Linked DNA regions of Zea mays: region 1 is linked to region 2. Evidence: chromatin contacts called from public Hi-C data. All regions are on one chromosome and are shown on one strand. The core of a region is the stretch at or near the end of the contact, and the rest is flanking DNA. Distances in the headings are between cores, read along the strand shown. Region 1 holds the start of LOC118472062. Region 2 holds the start of LOC100277564.

Evidence for each region. Hi-C and Micro-C count contacts between places; a contact is called where the count stands out from the background.
Region 1: a contact with region 2 is called in a Hi-C map of ear, with 3 times the contacts expected there. The contact joins the promoter of LOC118472062 here to the promoter of LOC100277564 in region 2. A contact is called at or near these places in 3 of 25 Hi-C or Micro-C datasets (ear, leaf and tassel).

What each region holds. Positions count from the first base shown.
Region 1 is chr5:155,140,115-155,145,738 of Zm-B73-REFERENCE-NAM-5.0, forward strand. LOC118472062 reads left to right here and starts at 3,528. Exons shown (of 2, transcript XM_035959151.1): 1 at 3,528-3,824; 2 at 4,337-4,773. The coding sequence starts at 3,547. The coding sequence ends at 4,655. LOC103627072 (haloacid dehalogenase-like hydrolase family protein) reads right to left here. Exons shown (of 13, transcript XM_035959150.1): 12 at 5,348-5,496; 13 at 3,275-3,801.
Region 2 is chr5:154,885,978-154,891,361 of Zm-B73-REFERENCE-NAM-5.0, forward strand. It overlaps LOC100277564, which reads right to left and starts at 1,320. Exons shown (of 3, transcript NM_001151088.2): 1 at 1,053-1,320; 2 at 39-236. The coding sequence starts at 186.

The DNA.
Region 1 (5,624 bases), core at 2,278-4,777, 260 kb after region 2:
ATCATCGTCTCATTCCTCATAGTTATGATATGTTTGGTTGGCGTACAAAAAGAAATGGAAAAGAACGATCATATTTTTATAGTGTTTGGATGAGAGTCACATGAGGACGATGCGAATATCGGAGCAATTTTTGGTGATGGCGTCGTCCAAAAAATCGAGGGTACTGTTTCACCCCGCCTAATCCTACTTTAACATCAAACCAAACATATAATTAGTTAGTACTAATATGAGGAATAGACTTATCCCACTAAATTTAATAAATAGACTAATGATACGTCACCTCGTTTTGAATGAATTGATTGCTTAAATCAAACACCCCTAAAATATGCAGCTCGGAGTTCTCTTTTCAGCTAGAGACCATGGTTCACCTTCTGACTGAACGTATAGATATCCAAACGGACCGGGCTTGCCGGGCGGCCCGACACCCGGCACGGATTTGGTCCGGCACGAATCCGGCACGACACGTAGTGAACCGGGCCATGCCTGGGCCAAAGGTGTGGCACGACGGGCTAGGCCTGGCACGACCCGATTTTATTTTTTTCTATTTTTCATATAAATACATATATTATACTTGAATATAGAGTATAAAACACAAGAAACATGTGTTTTTGTTGGTTATGTAGGTGTAAATAAATGTTTAGAGCTAATAAATATGATTTAAACCCTAAAAAATACATACTTTTAGGATATTTGTATAATTTAAACGTTATATATTGTTATGGGCCCGTTAGGCCCGTCGGGCCGTGGACCGGCCCGGCACAATTATTAATCTAGCGGGTCGTGTTTGGGCCTCGTTTGGGACCCGTGGGTCGGCACAGCACGGCCCGCTAGCTAATCCGGACCGGACCGGTACGGTCCTAATCCATGTCGGGTCTAGCCGTGCTCGGGCCAGCACGGCCCGTCCATTTGAACATCTATAACTGAACGTAGGTTGGCCGAGGCCAAGCGGCTCATCCGCGACTTTCTCCACCTGACGTCCAGCCTTCCAATATGAAGCAGTTTGAAGTGGTTTGGAAGACGGTTTTCAAAACAAGCTCTAGAAAAAAGCAGAGAAATATCTAGAAAATTTCTAAATCAGTTTTACTCGATGTATAAACATGTTTCCGAAATATACAATAATATGATGCGAATAGCATGGATGTAACGTACACTGATGCTAGCTGAATGATGGATCCATTCTACGCCATTTATGTTTGGTGGGCCTTAGAGTAACTCCAACAATATCTTAAACCTTTGGCTCAAATTAAAATATATGGTTCTACCCATGAAAAACTACTCCAACAATACTTATCTTATAAAATTTGGTCAAAAAATTATAGAACACCCTTTTAAGGGTCTCAAATATACTACTACATCCGTTCTCGAATATTTGTCATTTGTTAGTTTAGTTTTGAACTAAAACACGACAAATAGAAAATAACAGAGGGGCTGTAGTAGGTTGTCCTATAATCTAGATTTTTTGAGGTTTTACTGTTGCAACAGCGGAATATTTTAGAATATTTAGTTAAAGTTCTTTCTGTTGAGAAGTTCTCTCAAAAAATGGATGAGAGGAATGGTCGAGCAACCAAGGTCGATTTTAGAGGTCCATTGACCATTAAGCACAGTGAAAACCAGTGTCGAAATTCTGAATTATAAGCAATACCACTGTTATGGTCGCTAGATCGGTGACGGATTGGAGAGGGATATCGATGGGCAGGAACGTCGGCCGGAGGCCTGTACCCACGGCCGAGCAAAAAGAGTGTTTCTCCCTTCTAATTCTTAACTGATTTATATCTCATCCATTGATTACATAAATAGGTCGGCTGACTACCCCTATCTAGCTAGAGATCCTTATCTTCTTAAAACTCTCAACAAATTACTAACTGATAACTTTCCTAAATAATTTTAACTAATCTCTTAAATAGTCTCAACTAATTTTCTAATCTTATCTCTAACTATCATTATCTAATCTTCCTTGAAGAGCCTATGACTGCTGCTACCGTAGCCCCTCGGTGGGCCTAGTTAGGCTCTGACAACCAGTGCTCTGGAGCTGCAGGGAAGGCCGGAACAAGGCGACAAAAGGCATTCTCTTCCTACCTTCACCTTGTGCGAGTTGCTGAGGTGTCCATGCCTGTGCGCCTCCGTCGTTGCAAGCTTGCACGTAACGTTGCAAGTACAGTGAGGGTATCTCTTCATTCAGGTATTCAGGTAGTATTGGAGATGCGTTGCTGTGGCTAGTGTTTTCTGCAGAAAAAGTCTACTGCTTTATGCCTGGCAAATCATATGCAGTTATATATTTTAGAAATTCTACGTGGCTTAACCGTAACGTGAGAATCACTCTTTACACGGTAGCGTTCAGTGCTTGGCTCCAAAAGCACTATGCATACAGATGCATCACCCTTTACGCGTAACACACGTACGCAACTGGCAATTGTTTCCGTAAATTATAGTATTTTTTTTCTTTTTATAAATTATGTAATTTTCTTAGCTTCGGAAATTATGTAATTTTCATTTATGTTTTTATAAATTGTTTGTTTTATTTGTTTAATTATGGACTCATATGATTTTTTTATTTTAATAAAGCGTTGTGCTAAAGTCTGTAAAAAAAAGTTGATGTAACGACGTTGAAACTACTATAGACAAACGGTAAATGTTGTACCCTGAAACACTATGTTTGACGATGGTAGATAATGAAATCGACAGTACGGTCGGTAGACGTAGCTGATTCGATGATCGACAAGCATAGGCAATGACTGCTATACAAGCAGTCTTTTTTTCAAACGTGCAAGTAAACTATCTGATCCATTAGATTACGATCCAACCATAAATACAACCATGATTTGTTAGAGGTTTTTTATAAAAATTATTGAGCTGGTGGTGAAAGGGTTTAAGTGTTAAATATGATCTACGGTTGGATCACGATATAATAAATCAGATATTTGCTTGTACGCTTAGACTGTTTGTATAGCAGTCGTTGCCTAGTTAAAAAGATTCATGTGTGTGCATGATAAGGGAGTGTTGACGACGACCTGACTGAGATCCAGCCGATTGGCTCCACAAGTCTACCACACCACAATAAAGAAACTAATCTCACTCTTATTTAACATTATTAACACCCTAGGCATGAGCCCCAGGCTAACAGAAAGCACCTTCTTGCCGCCATAATCTACCTTATCCTTCCTAATCCGCTGGGATAACTCTCTTTTTCTTGGCCGGAGGTAACATGCTTGTCTGTCTCAGCCCGAAGGGCGTTGTTCCGCATGCTCCCCATCAGCTAAGTTATCATTGATTTATCCAAATAAGTGACAGATGTCCATTTCTTGCTTCATGTCAACAACGAAGAGACGGAGTTCATAAGTAATAAAATAGCACAAGAAATGAAGAAATATTAATGTACTAATCTATCAAGATCACATGGAGTAAGGGCAACTATCACTCGCTCTCCGGCCGTGAGTTCACAAAATTTCTCCGACTAAACAAGACGCTTATCCAACCACTTGGATAGCTCTCCCTTTTTCTCCTATATATATCCACATAAGCTGCGTCCCTTTGATGTCAAAACATTGAATGGCAGAGCCTTACAACTTAGCACCTCATGGAGTACCCTCGTGTCACAAGGAGATTTGCAATAAACCAGGTGACGAAAGCTCCGAGTCTTACAATTCCTTCTCGGGCGCGTCCAGTGGGTCCTTGTGCTCATCAGCTTCCAACGTGTCTGATGATGCAACTTCTTCCCCACCTGGCCATCGCTCTGAGCCATCCTCAGCATCTTCGAGCACGTTGCATCTGGACGCCGAGGGTCCCCTGTATGAGTTATCCTCGCTGCTAGATGAGCTTCCAATCAGGTGCATGTTTATAATCATTTACCTTGAAGAAAAGTCATAAAAGCTGTCCAATTTCTACAAATAAATCACAATGTGGCTTCACAATGTAGTTTTGTAACTTTTACATTCATGATGAAGGTAGAAAAAGATATAGCCTCAAAATTACAAATGCTTCAATAAGTTTTGCGATTTCTTTGCACTATTATCTTCTATTAAACCAGCAAGCTTCTGTCCCTACCATACAATGGAATGATCTGTTATTTGTTATAAAAAGCTTGCAAATTCACTTTCAGCTCAACAAAACTTGATACTGCTCTGTGATAACTAGTAGAGGTTCCCTTTTGCACAAGATCTATGATAAGCATGCAGCAGAGTTCAACTTCATATGTATATTTGCTGAAAGGAAAAAATACTGAGTGGATATATAACACAATGTCATGATTATAAAAGATGGATAGTCAACATTACTTCTATAAATTTCACTTCAGATGCAAAGCATTCCAACTCATGTTCAATTAACACGATTTCCACAGGAAAGGGCTGTCCAATTACTACCAAGGGAAGGCCCAATCATTCACGTCTATATCTGATGCTACAAGTGTTCAAGACCTTGCAAAGAAAGTTTCATACAGTAAGAGGATGAGAGCAAGCAAAAGCTATTCAGTAGGATTAGACATGAACCAACGGACAATCATTGTATCAAGGCCGTGCAACAAGATGATAGCAAAGAGGCCCTCAAATGGTTCATTTGCTAGAGTAATGCCAGGAACTAGCAACACCAGCAATTTGAACATCAGCACTAAATCATATGCCCACCAGAACAAGAGAGTTGCAACACATATTGATCTGTAACAAAGGGAAAACTAGGGTGACAAGCCTCCACTTTCCATTGACGAGCTGTGCTTCGTGTGTGCTTTATGCATGAAAATCTGAACAATATTTGTTTCTACAATCAACCTGATTTCTTATGTGCTTCATTTCATGATAAATAAAAAGATCGATCAATCAAATGGATGTAATGAGTAACGGTGAGTCATAATAAACAAAGCCCAACATGGCAGAAAATACAGTTATCGTCATCACAATGCATCCATTGAATTCCTGACCATAAATTATACTTCAGCATTAGTTTCATTCGAACAAATATCAACAACGTGGAGAAACCATTAACTCGTTTATTTAGCAACATTTATCAATGCTATGCTACACAAAACAAAACTACAAAAAAATCTATGTAGAGTTAAAAATGGTGTTGCAGATGACTTTGGACAAAAGCAAATGTCACATGGTAAGCTCCAGTTGCACAAGGATGTGGCCCATTCAATTCTCTTCACATGTATCTCAACAAAATGATCTGTTCAGAAGACGAACAAAAAATTCATGGTATTTGAAATTAAAGGCTAGTTTCCGCTGAAGTTACATACTTTGAATCTATGTACACATTACCTGAAGGAAATATCTAAGCTGACATTCACCACCCAATCCTTTTCGAAATATAAAAACACATGAATTGCCAACTAAAAGAGATGGTGCTACAAACATACAATTTTTGCAACCTTCAGAGCAATAGTTTTGTTCCTTTGGCGCGCCTACGATTCCACATTTTTTTCTTAAGAACGACCCAGTAATCATGTCAGTTGAATCATTTATTGCTTAGCCATCTGGTATAGTCTCCAATAGAATCAAGATCGCACTGCAGGGGGAGGGGGGGGGAGTAAACGACATCCATAAGAGAAAAATCTAATGCCAGCACTTCCATATTTCAACAGAGCAAACGACAGATTGAAATAAGGCACAAAAATGAACGCTAAATATAGTTTT
Region 2 (5,384 bases), core at 70-2,569:
AACTTTAGGGAGCTAGCAGGATGGATAGGAACATTGACCATAGTGAAGGCGGCAGAGCACCCAGAAAGCCAGACCACCACCGACGGAGAAGATGCCCGCAGTCTGCCGCATTAACCGGGAGCAGGGCTTTGACTCTGGTCGCATAACCTCCCCTTCCGACCATCCTAGAGCCCGTCGCAGTGCCATCTTCAAGTTGGGTAGCCTGTTTCTGATCTCCAACCAACTCGCTTCTACAGCTGAAATGTAACATATAGGTAGTATGGCTAACAGTAGTGTATAAATATATTCCATACAAAATCATACAGTATTAGCTTAATTAATCTATGCCTAAATTATAATTATTAGAATGAATTCAATTCCCTGCCTACCCCCTTTCCCTGAGGCCCCAACATACTGCTCATAGTATATTTATACTCGTTGGGTAGACTGTTTATCTCGCTGCATTGTATTGTATCCTGATGTTGCGGTCTGATATCTGGTGCAGTTAGGTGCTGACATGTTCCTTTTCACTAACTAGCTAGCATTACTCATTCAGTGAAATGATACTTAAGTAATTACCAGGAACTTTCCATATCTTGCTGGTCTCCAAAAGCTCATATGATGAACTGCTATAACCATAACCTAGCACAAGATACAGCTATCACTGGAACCAGACCAAGACAAACAGAGGCATCAAAGGTCCACTGCTATTTCAGACCGGACACCCACCCCTAATCCTCACCTCTGAACTGAATCTTCCTAATTTTGGGGTTCACAGCGTTTTTACCCAAGTGCAGAAGAAACAGAGCTGCAAAGACAGACAGACTAACTCCCATTCGGACCTTGTCAACTCTGCGGCAGAAGCATCAGAGCTTGCAAAAGCAGCTCGCCGCCTGTAACTAGCTTCACATCTCATACGGCACAGCCACCAGCCCACCACCCACGCCCAAATCCGAACCTACCCCCCCCCAAACTCCATGGCCGGCAAACCATTTCACAACCAAATTCCCCACAAAACCCCCCGCAAACGACCCAAAAGCGGCGCCAATTCGAGCGGTAGAGATCCATCTCACCTCCCAGCGCCGCCGAATCGATGCCAGAGCGACGGACGCAGCGGCGGATCGCGCGCGAATAGCACCTCCGGAGGCCACGGGGCGGCGCAGAGGCGCCGGCGAGGTCTATGCGGCGGCGGCGGCGGCGTTGGGTCGGATAAGGGAGGGCGGCGCTAATGGGGCGGTGGGCGACGAGGCAAATGGGGAACGGCCGAACGGGGCAGGAGAGCGGCGCGACTATCGAGGGGCAGGGGCACCCATCGGCGAGCCGAGCCACGTTCGGCTCGGCTCGGTCACTTCGCGAGCTTGGTAATGAGGCTCGACTCGGCTCGATATAGGCTCGCGAGTCGGCTCAGCTCGGCTCGCGAGCATGTAAACTCAAGTACTTAACAACAGTAATTACAGTCGTTAGTTCAAATTTGAAGCACAATATGTTCCATATAATAAAAAATTATGTCCCTGCACTCTAGTTCCTTGTGAGTTGTGATCAAAACAACACACGGGTCACTGGATCTAGATGACTGGACAGTAATAAACAAACTGACAACTGACAAGTGATAGCTGCAGTAGTTTGGACCGAGCCGGCTCGGCTCGGCTCGTTAGTGTAGCGAGCCGTGGAATTAGGCCCGCGAGCCGAGTCGAGCCTGATCGAGCCCGAGCCGGCTCGCGAGCCTCGAGCTTTTTTTCCAGCCCTACCCATCGCATCGGGTTCTGTGAAGGGGGCGCGTGACGAGAGGCGAGCGCTGAGGGCAGCAGGCAGGGCAGAGCGCTTCACGCGTCGCTTTTGGCTGCCCACCCTGGGGACGGTGGGTGACAGGCGGGGCCCTCAGGCGGCAGGGGGGACACGTGGGGGAGGGTGCGTGTAACATACAGATTCTGTGATATGTGTCGTCTGACTGAACTCTGAAGACAGTGTGCAAGTATAGGTAAATGAAGTCTGAACTTCTGAAGATTTTGATGAGCAGGCTGATTGGGTCATATTAGTTGTGGGCCGGAATACCGGTGTGTATTCATATAAGTACCAGGACCATGTACTCGAACAGCAGAAAGGAAATGTTATAGACTTCTGTTACGAAGCAAAGCATCTCACCAGAGTTACTTCTCGGCGTCCTTCTCGCGAGCTCACGCCCGGCAACGCCGCACCTGGGGCCAAGGGCCGTGACAAGTGGTATCAGAGCTTCCGATCCTCGGCGTCTCGGGAAGCGGTTCGTGTCTTCCTCATCGGCGTCTTTGCTGCGGTGACCAGGGTCTTCGACACGGGTTCCCGTCTCCATCGACGACTCTCGGCATCGGCATCGCGTCATCGACGCTCGTCGATCTCCGGCAGACAGTCGACTTGGTGGTGTTGGCGGCGGATACCGGAGAAGTCGTCGACGCTGACACAACCTATGTTCTCTGCCATGGCGACATTCAAGCATACGAGTGACGAGCAGTGGGAGAAGATGATGGAGGTGTTGGACCGGCTGGAAGATAGACTGGAGGCGGTGATGGTGGGTCAACATCGACTCCAGAAGCAGGCGGACCGTGTGGCCGCGGCAGCAAGGAAGGCACAAGAGAGGGAGTTCCTCATAGTGGCAAGGACAGAAACTACCGCACATGACATGATCGATGAAATATCTACTAAGAAGGTGGTCTGGGATGCAGAAGTGTTATTTGATTTTGATTCACATGGTCTATTGCAACGGCTAGCTCAAGGGGAGGGTGACCAGACGCACAACAATTGTGAGCAGGGTGTTGTGTCTGATGTTCCATGTATGTTGGTTGGAATGCCACATCAAGCCAATACACACCTGATGTTCAGTGAAGTTGGTCTAAAAGTGGCTTGGGATGAGGAGATGCAATCTGAAACTCACATGCATGAAGGTTTACTGAAGCAGCTTGCTCAAGGCGGAGAAGATTTAGAAGAATCGACTAGCAAGGCTGCTGATGTTGAAGATGTGATTTGTAATGAGAACATGCTACATGACTTCAGTTCACATAATGATTTGCGGCAACAATTAGCTAATGATCAAGTGTTCCATGCAAGGTCTGACAATGAGATCCGGGATGAGGAAACTGGGCATGATGAGTTGTTGGATCAGCTAGCATCAAATGGGAATGATGTCTCAGCTAGTGAGCAGCATTATCTTGTTGTGTCTGATGACTCTTCTCAGGAATGCACTAGAGCTCAAGCTGAAATAATAGAAGAAGAAAAGCTACCAAAAGCAGATGAGAATCATGTTCTTGATGACAGACAGCTTCAGCCTCCTGTTCTAGAAGCGTCTCCTGCTTGCAGTACATTTGAAAGGCAAAATGTCATGCAACATGAAGCTTCAGTTTCAAGTCAAGGCTCCCTAACTTCTTTTGAGGAGGAATTAACATCATATGGGGACAATGTCCAGGCTGTTGGAGAACATCAGCTTGTTGTATCAAAAGAGTCTCTAGAGGAATGCAAAAGAGATGAAGTCAAAAGAAACATACAGAAAGCAGTAAAATCAGATGGAGGCTATGTTTTGGATTGCAGGAATTTCAGCTTGCTGCATCACAAGTCTCTTCTTCAGAAAACAACATGGTTGAAGTGCAAGGGGCTGCACAAGAAGAACCATTGCCTTTAAATGGAGTTGAGGAAAATTCAGACAAGGGTGACTTCGTTTGCAAAGAGCAGACTCAGCTTTGTGTCACAAATGAATCCTTGGCTGCACAGCTGCAAGGTAATGTTGAATTTGCTAAAGTAATGCAGCACCAAAACTTGGACCCAGGATGGCATGATGTTGGGTTTGGTAGCTGTACAAAGAGAGTGGTACCGTTATTGCATCGGCATTATACACAACAACCTCAGGATTATGTGGTTTCTCTTCATGGTCAGCTTCTTGACACTGGCATACACATGATCTGCAGATCTGATCCCTGTGCTGTTGACAGATACTTATTAGTGGAGGAAATGTATGGATGTATTCTGTTAACTGAATCAGCATCAAGCAAAGCAGGGATAGCACTGCCAAGAGATGTGGCTCTCTTTTCTGACCAGGTTGCAACAGACACGGCAGATGTTTTAAAAAGGTTTCTAAGGAACTGTGATGGAACAAATTCGGAAGCTATCCCACGGCAGCAAAGGGATCCAAGAATTGATCGGTCTCATTGGAATGATGATGACAGAAGTAAGACACAATTTCTCCTTTGGATAATTAGACCTTGGGATCCCGGACTGCATTACATGGCATGTGGTTGCTTGGGGACAAGCAACGTTTCGACGGGGCGGTAATGTAACATCCGAATTCTGTGATATGTGTGGTCTGCCTGAACTCTGAAGACGGTGTGCAAGTATAGGTAAATGAAGTCTGAACTTTTGAAGATTTTGATGAGCAGGCTGATTGGGTCATATTAGTTGTGGGCCAGAATACCGGTGTGTATTCATATAAGTACTAAGACCATGTACTCAAACAACAGAAAGGAAATATTGTAGACTTCTATTACGAAGTAAAGCATCTCACAAGAGTTGCTTCTCAACGTCCTTCTCGCGAGCTCACGCCCGGCGACGCCGCGCCTAGGACCAAGGGCCGTGATAGTGCGCCCGGTGGGCGAGTGGGCACCGCGCTCGCCGCGGTGGCGTGGAGACGGCAAGGGTGGCCACGCGCGGCCCGCCGCTCCAGGCGCGGTCGTGGTCGGGGGAGACGGGATTGGTGGAGCGGACGAATCATTTGCTTGGGAAGCTTGAAAGGGAAATAGGCTTACACCTTTTCCTAATTGATTTTGGTGGTTGAATTGCCCAACACAAATTAATTGGACTAACTAGTTTGCTCTAGATTATGAGTTCTACAGGTACCAAAGGTTCAACACAAACCAATAAAAAGTCAAAGAAAGGGTTCAAATAAAAAGAGCAAAAGACAACCAAAAGGCAGCCCTGGTCTGGCGCACTGGAATGTCTGGTGCACCACCGGACAGTGTCCGGTGCACCAGGGAACCCAACTCCAAACTTGCCACCATCGGAAATTCGGGGAGGCCGCTCCGATATAATTCACCGGACTGTCCGGTGTAGCACCGGACTGTCCGGTGTGCCAAGCGGAGCAACGGTCGTCCGCGCCAACGGTCGTCTGCAACGCTACAGTGCGCGACTGCGCGCGCAGAAGTCAGAGCAGGCGCAGAAGGCGCACCGGACAGTGAACAGGACCTGTCCGGTGCACCACCGGACTGTTCGATGGCCTAGTTGTCAGAAGCTCCAACGGTCGGAACCCAACGGCTTGGTGACGTGGCTGGCGCACCGGACAGTGTCAGGTGGCGCACCGGACTGTCCAGTGCGCCATACGACAAAAGCCCTCACCAACGGTTCTTTTAGTGGTTGGGGCTATAAATACCCCCCAACCACCACACTTCAAT